3 separate regions of the Sus scrofa genome follow, and all the other regions are linked to region 1. The links are chromatin contacts, called in public HiChIP or PLAC-seq maps. All regions are on one chromosome and are shown on one strand. Each heading gives the region's core, a stretch centred on a gene start, on an enhancer-like site or on the middle of the called end of the contact. The rest is flanking DNA. Distances are from core to core; before and after follow the strand shown.

Region 1 (3,315 bases), core at 533-3,032:
GCTCACAACCCGTGCACACAGACATACAGCAGCCCCAGATCCAGCAGCAGCTCCTCACAGCCCAGAGCAGGCCTACAGCCGCTGCCTTCACCAGCTCCCAGAAGACACCTGTCTGGGCAGCGCCAGGCCCTGCCCATCATGGACGAGCCTATTACCTGTTAACCTGGCGCCCAGAGTCTGCACCTCCCGCCGCCGTGAGCACCTGCCTAGCTCCTCCCTGGCACCTGGCTGCTGGGGATACACAGCAGTCAGTTCTGGGCGGCAGGTTCCGCAGTAACTGGGCTTCCAGTTCTACTCCACAACTTCCCAGCTACATGCTCTCGGCAAATGACATTGCTCCAAACCACACCTCCTACCAGGAGGAAGTTTTTCCAGCCTCATCCACCCGCGGCCCCTCACCCTCACGCTGGACTTTTTGGCACCTCGACCTCCAGGGCAGCTCCCTACCCCCACCCCAGCCGGCGGCGGATTTCTGGGCTCCGCCCTGCCGCCTGTCCCCACCTCTGTCCCCTGGCCCCTCCCACTCCTAGTCCCAGAGCTCCAAGTTCATGCTTCCTGCGGGGAGAGAAATCCCTTTTTCGTTCCCTAAGAGGGACTCCCCTCTCTTTGTGGCAGGAACTGGGGACAGCTTACATTCCCCAGCAGGAAGTCTCCACGCCTGATCACCGCGCCAGAAAAGAATGGGCTTTGACCCACAACACCAGGGATTAAGACCCCAGCTCGGAGGGGGTTGTCTTCCTGCGGGGGCGGGAGGAGCCGGGGCGAGGAGAGCGGCGAAGTCTCACCCTGGGGGGTGGATCAGTTTGGGAGCCGCCCTCCGCCCAGGCGGAGGCCAAGCTCTCCGCCCAGTGGCGGGGCTTCGCTAGTGCAGGGGCTGGGGCCCGGCCACTCGGCCCAGCTGCCAAAGAGCCGCCCCCAGCCCGGCCAGGACGCAAAGCCAGGCGCTTCCCCTTCCCCTAGAACCTCCGCTCCGGCCCCCGGGGACCGAGCAGGATGCCCCTCCCTGACCGGCCGTGTGCAGCGCCTCGCTCGGACTCCATCGGCCAGGGCCTCATCCCAGGGCTGTGCTCACCCTCTCTCTGGGGCTTCCGGACACAAACCCCGGGACCCCCGAACCCCTCTGGGCCGGAGAAACTTACTTTAGTCCTTACCTACAACCCCTGCAGCCCCAAGAAACCTCCACCACCAGGGCGGAGTGCCATTGCTGTCCTCTGCCCCGTGAGCCCCAGAGGCAAGCAGAGGTGACACATCCAGGACCACCACGCACAGCCGGAGACACCCCCCTCATAGGTAATAACACGTATCTCGCTGCTATGACACAAGTGGTTACAGGGACTTGACACCACGGTGAAAGAGCAACCCCAGACCCAAGCCCAGCCCAGCTGTCCCCCTGATGAAGAAGAGGGGCTCCATCAAAACACACACTCCTGCTGAGCCCGCTGTGGCCCACCCACGGGGCCCCCACACCTCCGCAGGCTTGCCCAGGGCTGGAGGAAACTGCGCATGCTCAGGAAGGCCTGGGAACCCAGTGGGATGGTTGCAGCTCAGGGAAATGCCAGCTGCCCTCCCTGGGCGTCTGGATGAAGCCCATGGGGGACCAAAGGAAGAGCAGAAGGCCCTACATACCCACCCACCAAAAGGTCCCATTCTAACCTCTCTCCAGGGCATGCGCAAACGGTCAGCCTTGCTCCAGGGAGAGAAGCTGGGGGCTTCTGGGAGTGGGGGGTGGGGGACACAGAGCCAGCAGGGGAGAGTTCCCAGCAGGGCAGGAGTCCGACTAGCTCTCCCAGTCTGTCTGCCTGTCCCCAGGCGGTTCCCAAGTTCCCAGGAAGGTGGTGACCACACCCCAGAGCCCCACCCACCCCCACCACCCCCACAGCTTTGCCCCAACCCCTCAAACCAGCTCCTCAGGCTCTGAGTGGCGTGCTCTGCCAGGGCCAGCCAGCCAATTGCAAATGAGCTAAGGAATCCAGCCCGGCAGTGCCCGGGCACCTCCACCCACGGCCCCCTGGGACTAAGGTGACCCCAGGGACCCCCAGCCTATTCCCTGCCTTTGACCGATGCTGGCCTTCTCCCTCCACAGGTCTCCCACAGATCGCTCTCTTGTGTCCCACTTAGATCCCTGGACCTGGAGCCTCGCCCTCCTGAAGCAAACCCTCGGCTCTGCGGGGTTAGCTCTTCAAAAGGTAACCCGGGCCAGGACCCCAGAGTAGCACTAAGCCCCACGGGACTTTGGTGGCTCCCCGTGTGTCCCGGTTCTCTGAACAATGTCCCAGCAGATAACCTTTAAGGACAGGGCTTTGGGGAGGGGCTCAGACACCCTCCAGTCCTCGCTAGCGATATTCCAGAACCCTCGTCCTCTGCTAGTCCAGCTCTCACGGTCCCAGGTCCTCTCCCCAGTCCCCCTCATCGCACAGCTAGGAACAAGGCAGTACCCCTAAGGCTGGGACTCCCTTCTACTTCCCACTCCACACGCAAGCCAAGTTCTGGCCCAGCCCAGCATCCCTGGGGGCCAGGGACTAGGAAGCTTCCCCATTCAGCTTCGAAAAGGAAGTGAGTGCCACACCCTGCCCCTGGGATCACCCTTATGGGGGGCAGGAGAATGAAAGCAGAATTGACTCCCCAGGAGTTCCCTTGTAGTGCAGCAGGTTAAGGATCTGGCCTTGTCACTGCAGCGACCTGGGTTCGATCCCTGGCCCAGGACCTTCCGCATGCCCATGCCGCAGGGACAGCCAACAAAAAAGAAGCTACTCCCCTAATTTAGACCCAGCACAGGCAAGGAGGCCCTAAAAGGCCTTCCAAGGCATCTTCAGCCTCCCTCCTTCCCTCCTCCCCACTCCCTTGACTTCACCTGTAGCCACAGGCCACCACCCCCCAGCCCCTGCACCCCAGGCATCACTGTGTCCCACAAAAATCAACCCAGTTCCTATCACTTGTTAGGCTGCACCCAGAAGAGCACGGGATCCTACAGTCAGGGGCTGGAGTCTAGTAGAGAAAACTTTCAAAACCAGTTATTGCTGGGGTGGGGTGGGGGGTGGATTATTGGGAGCCCAGCGCTATGCTGGGGACGCAGAGGTAACTAGCTGGATCCCTTTTTCTCTGGAAAGTCCAAGTCATTCTCGAAGGAGCACATTGCCATGGGAGGATCCCACCCTGCCTTTCCACAAACCCACTCTACGGAGCAGGGCACTCAGCAGCAGGCTCCCTGGAGGGACCTCGCCACCTCCACCCCGGCAGCCACGCCCTGCGAAAGGCGCGAGCACGCACAAGGCACACAATTCTCGGTGACCGTAATGCGCAGAGGCGCCGAAGCCG
Region 2 (3,315 bases), core at 425-2,924, 90 kb before region 1:
AAAAAAAGACAAACGAAATAAATAAATGTTTGCAAAATAAATAAAGTCCTACTGTACAACACTGGGATTATATTCAGTATCCTATAGTGAATCATAATGGAAAAGAATATGTGTGTGTATATATATATACACATACATACATAGAACTGTAGCCCTTTGCTATACACCAGAAACTAACAAAATATTTTAAATCAATTATGCTTCAATTTTTTAAATTTCTATTAAAATTAAATTTTTTTAAAAAGCCTACACCAAGAAAAGCCTGAGGTAGTGGACAAGACTTTAGTGGTACATGATGAATGTTTTTACTTAAACAATTATGAATTTGTCTCAGTGCTTATTAGAAAACACACGGGTTTCCTTTACGGTAGTGACGTAAAGACTTTTTTTCTAATTACATGTAAGGTTTTGTTTTGTTCATTTATTTATTTTGTCCCTTAGGGCCACACCCATGACATATGGAGGTTCCTAGGTTAGGGGTTGAATCGGAGCTGCAACTGCCGGCCTCCACCACAGCTGTCACAACGTGGGATCTGCCACCTACACCACAGCTCAGGGCAACCCCAGATTCTTAACCCACTGGGCGACACCAGGGATCGAACCGGCATTCTCATGGATACTCGTTGGATGGTGGCCCTTGAATGGCTCAAGCAGGGGGCCCTGCTCTGGCCCCGTCACATCTTGAGGACAGCTGACACCAGCCATAGACCTTTTCAGGGCTGTGTGGCCCCTGGCTCCTCTTATTCCCACCTGCCATTCTCAGAGCCTCTTTCTCAGTAGACTTGACCATGGTAGTCAGAGTGCCCTCTGGCCAACTCTGCCCCTCTACACATGTGGGTCACTCCTTTGAGATTCTCTCTGCTTTCTGGTGATGAAAGAGACATCCAGCAAGGGTGATAAATACGAAAATCCACAAATAAGAGGCCAAGTATGACGGCAGGGAGGAATGAGGAAACCGCACCCATTCTCTGGACATGAGCCTGGGCTGTCTGCCCCCAGCTGGCCTCGTGAGGCACCAGCCCGGGAAATGTCAGCCCCGGGGTCCTGGGCCGAGGATCCCTCCCTGGTGCTGGTCTGTGAGCTGGACAATGTGCTCAGGGACCCCGCACCCTCCCCGTCCTGCTGGAGTCACAGCAGCATGGGGCAGCCTTGTGACTCCAGAATCGAGAGCTCACAGGGGGGTCCCGTGGGTCCTACAGCCCCCTCTGCTCGCCCAGCCTCTGATGGTACAGGAACCACTGTTCTTCAATGGCAAATAGGAAAAGTTATATGTATGTATGTATGTATGTATTTCGGCTAGGGATCCAATTGGAGCTACAGCTGCCAGCCTACCCCAGAGCCACAGCCACGAGGGCTCCAAGCCTCCTCTGCAACCTACACGGCAGCTCATGGCAACACCCGATCCTTAACCCACTGATCGAGGCCAGGGATCAACCTCGCATCCTCATGGGTACTAATCAAGTTCGTTTCCACTGAGCCACAATGGGAACTCAGGAATGCTTTAAAAGAATACTCATAAATAGGACTGGGGGAACCCACTCAAAGCCCCAGGGATATAAGAACAATCCAAAGGCTGGGATTTGCACGAGTCATCACGTCCCACAGTCCCCAGAGATTCTCGAAAGACGGGACTCAAATGCCATCTGCCTTCAAGAGGCGGGAGGGCCATTGCATCCTCCTGGGCGCTGCCTCCCCGGAGCTGGGCGGGTGCCAGGCCAAGGAAGCCTAAGCCTCTCGGGTCATTGTTCTGCCTCAGAAGAGGATCTCGAAAGCAGAAGGAAATTAGAAACAACCACACAATGAATACCAGATTCTCTTTTCTCCCTGCTCCGCCTGCCAGGAGATGAAGCAGGGCTGGCTGACAGCACGCCCCACCCAGCAGCTGCTCACCCTCCAGGACCAGCTCTCCAGCCACATGGGAAGGGCTGGTCCCCAGGCCTCTCTATTCTCTGTTGATGTTTGCAGTCTCTATTTTCCTTCTCTAGCTGGGTGCTACCTTCCCACAAGGCACAACAGGGATGAGTTACAGGCACTCTGTGTTTGTTGATTGAGTAACCGATTCCCTCTGGGCAATCCCCTAAAACACGTCACAGGTTTAAACTCATAGACTCTCCACAGCATCCCATGAGGGATAAAGTGGGGTCCAGGTGACCCAGCTGGATGAGCAGGACTCAGCCAGTTGGTGGGGTAGCTTTATCATTTTTTTTCTTTTTCTTTTTTTCTTTTTTTTAGGGCTGCACCCACAGCATATGGAGGTTCCCAGGCTAGGGCTCGAATCGGAGCTACAGCTGCTGGCCTATGTCACAGCCACAGCAACGCCAGATCCAAGCCACATCTGTGACCTATGCCACAGCTCACGGCAATGCCGGATCCTTAACCCACTGAGCAAGGCCAGGGATCGAACTTTCATCCCCATGGATGTTGGTCAGATTCATTAACCACTGAGCCATGACAGGAACTCCATTATTATTTTTTTTTTTCTTTTCTTTTTAGGACTGCACCTGCGGCATATGGAAGTTCTCAGGCTAGGTGTTGAATCGGGACTGCAGCTACTGGCCTGCACCACAGCCAGAGCAACGCCGAATCTGAGCCATCTCTACAACTTACACTGAAGCTTGTGGCAACATCCTAGATCCTTAACCCACTGAACAAGGCCAAAGATGGAACCCACGTCCTCATGGATACTATTTGAGTTCTTAACCCGCTGAGCCATAACAGGAACTCATCCAGTTGGGGCAAATGATCCCCACTTCTTACCAACATCCTCCACCCCAGTGATTCTGAGATGGGCGTGGAGCTCAAAGTCCTACCCCACATGCCAGATACCGAGGGTGACCACAGAGTAGACTCAGACGTGTCCCCTTCAGAACCCAAGAGGCAACACATGATGTGGCTGGATGGTAAGGAGTCTTGGAAGAGGAGACACACAGAGCTAGTGTCAGTCTTACCAACTCAGCATCTCAACATTCCTGCCAAGAACTTTTCCTTACAAATGCATTTTTTTTTTTTCCTGTTGGGGCTATTATTCATTGTAACATAATGTTGTGTTTTATGCCTCCTACATAAGCAGACATGAGCCTCCAGTGTTGTGGAATATTGAGCTGATGTATCTAGTCAAACTTCTGTTTGCTTTTTTGCTGCAGCCATAGCTACGATTTGAATAAATAGAGGAGAAAGATTTGGCTCCCAATCCTCTAGGCTGGGCGTTGTGCCATCCTTCCCCAAAACAAAGGGGAAAGATGCCAGATGTGACGGACCAGAGCAAATGGGGAAGAAAAATGCCATCCTCTTCCAGGGGCTACTGAGAAGGGTCAA
Region 3 (3,315 bases), core at 492-2,991, 68 kb before region 1:
CTCAAGCTGGCATGGGTACCAGCGCCCACTCTCACAACTGACGCTGTCTCCAGTCTCTACACCCCGAGGCGACAAGTCCTCCGCCCCCTTTCCCGGGCTGTATCTGCGTTACTATGAAAATCAAACAAACAGTAGGAGCAAATCAACCCCCACCAGAAACTTCTGAGTTATAATGGATGTTTATTGGCCGTTTACTCTTGCCAAGCACTGTTCTAAACCCTTTACATGAATTCTCTCACTTCATCCTTACCACAGACCCAGAGTGTGGGTCCTGCAACTCTAAACGTTATAAACGGGGAAAGTGAGGTACAGAAATGGGTGGAGCCGAGCCTGGGGCCAGGCAGCCAATAGGAGGCAGGGAAGAGGGGGGCGAAGCGGGAGGAGTGGGGGCCGGAGAGCGAGATGCCTGCGCAGGTGCAGAACATGCGCCTTCGCTCCATCCTCCGTGGCAGTTCAGAGAAAGAGCATCTGGGAAGACAAGAGGAGCCCAGAAAAGAAAGAAGCGCATGAATAAAGAGAGATGAGATGTCAGGAAAAGGTCGAGAGAGGCCCGTGTGGCCGTGTTCCTTGGGGAGGGGGCGTCCTTGCCGCCTTGCCTCTCCCACGCCCGCAAGGGCTCTGGACAGCTCCCGGGGGTCCGGCGTCTGCCTGCTCAAGAGTCAGGATGCACAATCTCCTGGTTGAGGCCCAGGGCTGGCTCCGTGTTAACCACTTCTCCAGCGTCCACGGGCCCCTCTCCCGCATCTTCCAACCCTGTGCCTTGCTCTGCCTTCCCACGCCATCTACACCACTCATCTCTAGAGCTGGAGTGGATCTGGTGCCTGCTTCTTCTGTGGGTGCCTCCCCTGGGCTTGCCCGATGAGGCACTCGCCCAGCCCCTGTGGGTCCCACACACCCTTCCCTACCCCAAGCCCCTTCCCCACTCCGGTCTTCCCTGGTCGCCTCCTCCCCCTGGCCTGTGACCCACAGCTCATGGATCCTCCCGAACTGAGCAGTCCACACAATTGTCCCTCCCATCTTCCTGCCCTGAGTTCTTAGGTCTTGGTCAACACCTGCCAGAAACCAGCCAGTGCTGCCCCAGTGTCCCTCTGTCGCCATACCAACCCCCTTCCTACCTCTCAGCCCACACGCCCTGACTCATCCCAGCCCTCCATCCATATAAATCAGCCAGCAAAGCCTGTGCCAGGACAGCGGTTCCCCTCACCCCCCAGCCTCTGCCAGAATTCCTCGGAGAGGTCCAGACCTCTACGTGAAGATTGCCAGGGGCCCTTGTTTAAAATACTGTGACAGTGACACAAGCCAGACCCTCAAGGACGCACACTACATGATTTCACTTACGGAGGTCTGGGCGTAGTCAAATTCAGAGACAGAAGTAGGGTGGTGGTCACCAGGGGCTGGGGGGGGGAGGGGACACTGTTGTTTAATGGGACAGAGTTCAGTTTGCAAAGATGAGAAAAATATTCTGGAGTTGGCGGCGATGGCTGCCCAACAATGCGGAGGTACTAATGCCACCGAGCTGGGCACGTCCATGGTTAAAATGGTACATTTTCAATTCCGTATATTTTAGAACAATGAAAAATACAAGGCTATGACAAAATCAGAATCTCAGGAGTGGGGCAAGGAAACCCAGGTTTTTTTAACCAGCTCCCCAGGGATTCGACACACCCGCAGCCTGAGAGCCAGGAATAGCTATGGCCTCTTAGCTGTGTAACCTCGGACAAGTCACAGAACATACTGAGCCCAAATTCCCTTGGCTGGAAGTGGACACGAGACCTCCCTCGCCTGCTCTTGGGCGGGTGACATGAGATAAGGAATATAAAGTGCCAGGCATGTGGGAGCTGCTCAGCAAAAGTGAGTTTGACATTCAGTGGGTTCACAAACGTCATGGAGCAGGCTGGGTGGCAAGCCAAGGCCACAGTGTCCCGTGGCTGTCCTTGCTCTTGCACACAGACCCCCACCCACCCCCAGGCCTCCAAAGAGTTACCTGCCAGAAGCACCACCTGGCAATTCCTAAGGAGGTTCCTGACTTCCCTCTGCCAGGCAGGTCCGGTCAGCACACACATTCCATGCCTCTCGGCAAGAGCCCAGGGGCTGGAGCGGTGGGGCTGGCCCCAGACCACGTCACACTGGCCTGCCTGCCCAGCCAGTGCTGCCCCCAGCCTCGGGGAGGGGCAGGGAAACATCTGAGCACTTCAAAAGGGATCTCAGCCCAGCCCAGGGTCAAGGCTTTCCTGAGAGGGTGAAGGCTGACCAAATGCTGAGAGCTCATTGACTTAGAGGGTGGCCAGGGCGTTCCTGGCCAAAGGAGTTGACATGTGCAAAGGCCCAGGGGCCACTGATCTGTTTGAGAAGGAGCAGAGGCCAGGTGGTGAGGCTGGGAAATACGGACCAGGGCAACGGGAATCCTGGTACACTCAGAGGCTTCTGGATCCCAACGGCCCTCAGGAATCAACAGCCCCGGTGGGAACTAGCTTGGAATCCGTTTCAGCTGCCTTAGCTCTGGGGAACCACTCCCTAAGGAGACAGTGTTATCTTAAAAGCTTTTGGCCTCCTTATCTCTTCACCCACTATCCCCTGTGGTTTCTTGGGACGGCCTGTGCCTCCCACAGACTCGGCCAGGCAGGTCTGGTCAGCACACGCATTCCTTTCCTCTCAGCCAGAGCCCAGGGGCCGGGAGGGGTGAGGCTGCCCCCACCAGGCCTCCTCATGCCAAAAGTGGACCCCTCAGGCCCTGCCCACGCTCTCTCCCCAGCCCCCCACCATGGACCCAGGACACTTGGTGCAGCTCTCACACGGGCCATTTCAACCACTTTCTAGACCTCAAGAGAACCCTCATAGAAAACTCTCTGGAGTTCCTGTCATGGCTCCATGGAAACGAACCCAACTAGTCTCACAAGGACTCAGGTTCAATCCCTGGCCTCGCTTAATGGGTTAAGGATCCAGGCATTGCCTCGAGCTGTGTGGTGTAGGTCGCAGACGTGGCTTGGATCCAAGTTGCAGTGCCTGTGGTGTAGACCAGTGGCTGAAGCTGCGATTCAACCCTAGCCTGGGAACCCCCATATGACACAGGTGCAACCCTAAAAAGCAAAAAAAGTGCCTCTTCTTTTCTTTTTTCCTTCTCTTTGAACTTCTCCCAAATTGACCACCCCCAGCCATGTTCAGAGAAGAGGAACGTCTACACCCGCCCTAAAACCGTTTTAATACCTCCCAGACCTTTCGGGATAAAAGTGTTTCACAAATGATGACAGTTAAGATTACAAAGTGCGTCTCCTGCAGCCTTACCCTAATGAGAAAGTTGCACATTTTTAATATCTT

The links. HiChIP or PLAC-seq counts read pairs in DNA pulled down with a chosen protein or histone mark.
Region 2: an H3K27ac HiChIP or PLAC-seq map of skeletal muscle shows a contact between it and region 1. The contact joins the enhancer-like site here to the promoter of AHNAK in region 1. A contact is called at or near these places in 2 of 5 promoter capture datasets (fetal liver and skeletal muscle), 11 of 47 Hi-C or Micro-C datasets (adipose tissue, alveolar macrophages, embryonic fibroblasts and 7 more) and 2 of 2 datasets of contacts at active chromatin or transcription factors (alveolar macrophages and skeletal muscle).
Region 3: a contact with region 1 is called in an H3K27ac HiChIP or PLAC-seq map of skeletal muscle. The contact joins the enhancer-like site here to the promoter of AHNAK in region 1. A contact is called at or near these places in 1 of 5 promoter capture datasets (fetal liver), 3 of 47 Hi-C or Micro-C datasets (embryonic fibroblasts, heart right ventricle and liver) and 2 of 2 datasets of contacts at active chromatin or transcription factors (alveolar macrophages and skeletal muscle).

Annotation. Positions count from the first base shown.
Region 1 is chr2:9,185,451-9,188,765 of Sscrofa11.1, reverse strand. It overlaps AHNAK (neuroblast differentiation-associated protein AHNAK), which reads right to left and starts at 1,782. Exons shown (of 10, transcript XM_013994215.2): 1 at 1,654-1,782.
Region 2 is chr2:9,275,765-9,279,079 of Sscrofa11.1, reverse strand. No RefSeq gene overlaps it. Among named protein-coding and RNA genes, the nearest start is that of SCGB1A1, 25 kb to the left of the region's middle. Within about 2 kb of position 1,674, at least 36 of the 83 cell types and tissues checked have an H3K27ac peak or open chromatin away from gene starts, as enhancers often do. A contact at or near this core is called in adipose tissue, alveolar macrophages, fetal skeletal muscle and 4 more, where this site is marked.
Region 3 is chr2:9,253,832-9,257,146 of Sscrofa11.1, reverse strand. No RefSeq gene overlaps it. Among named protein-coding and RNA genes, the nearest start is that of SCGB1A1, 47 kb to the left of the region's middle. Within about 2 kb of position 1,741, at least 21 of the 83 cell types and tissues checked have an H3K27ac peak or open chromatin away from gene starts, as enhancers often do. A contact at or near this core is called in skeletal muscle, where this site is marked.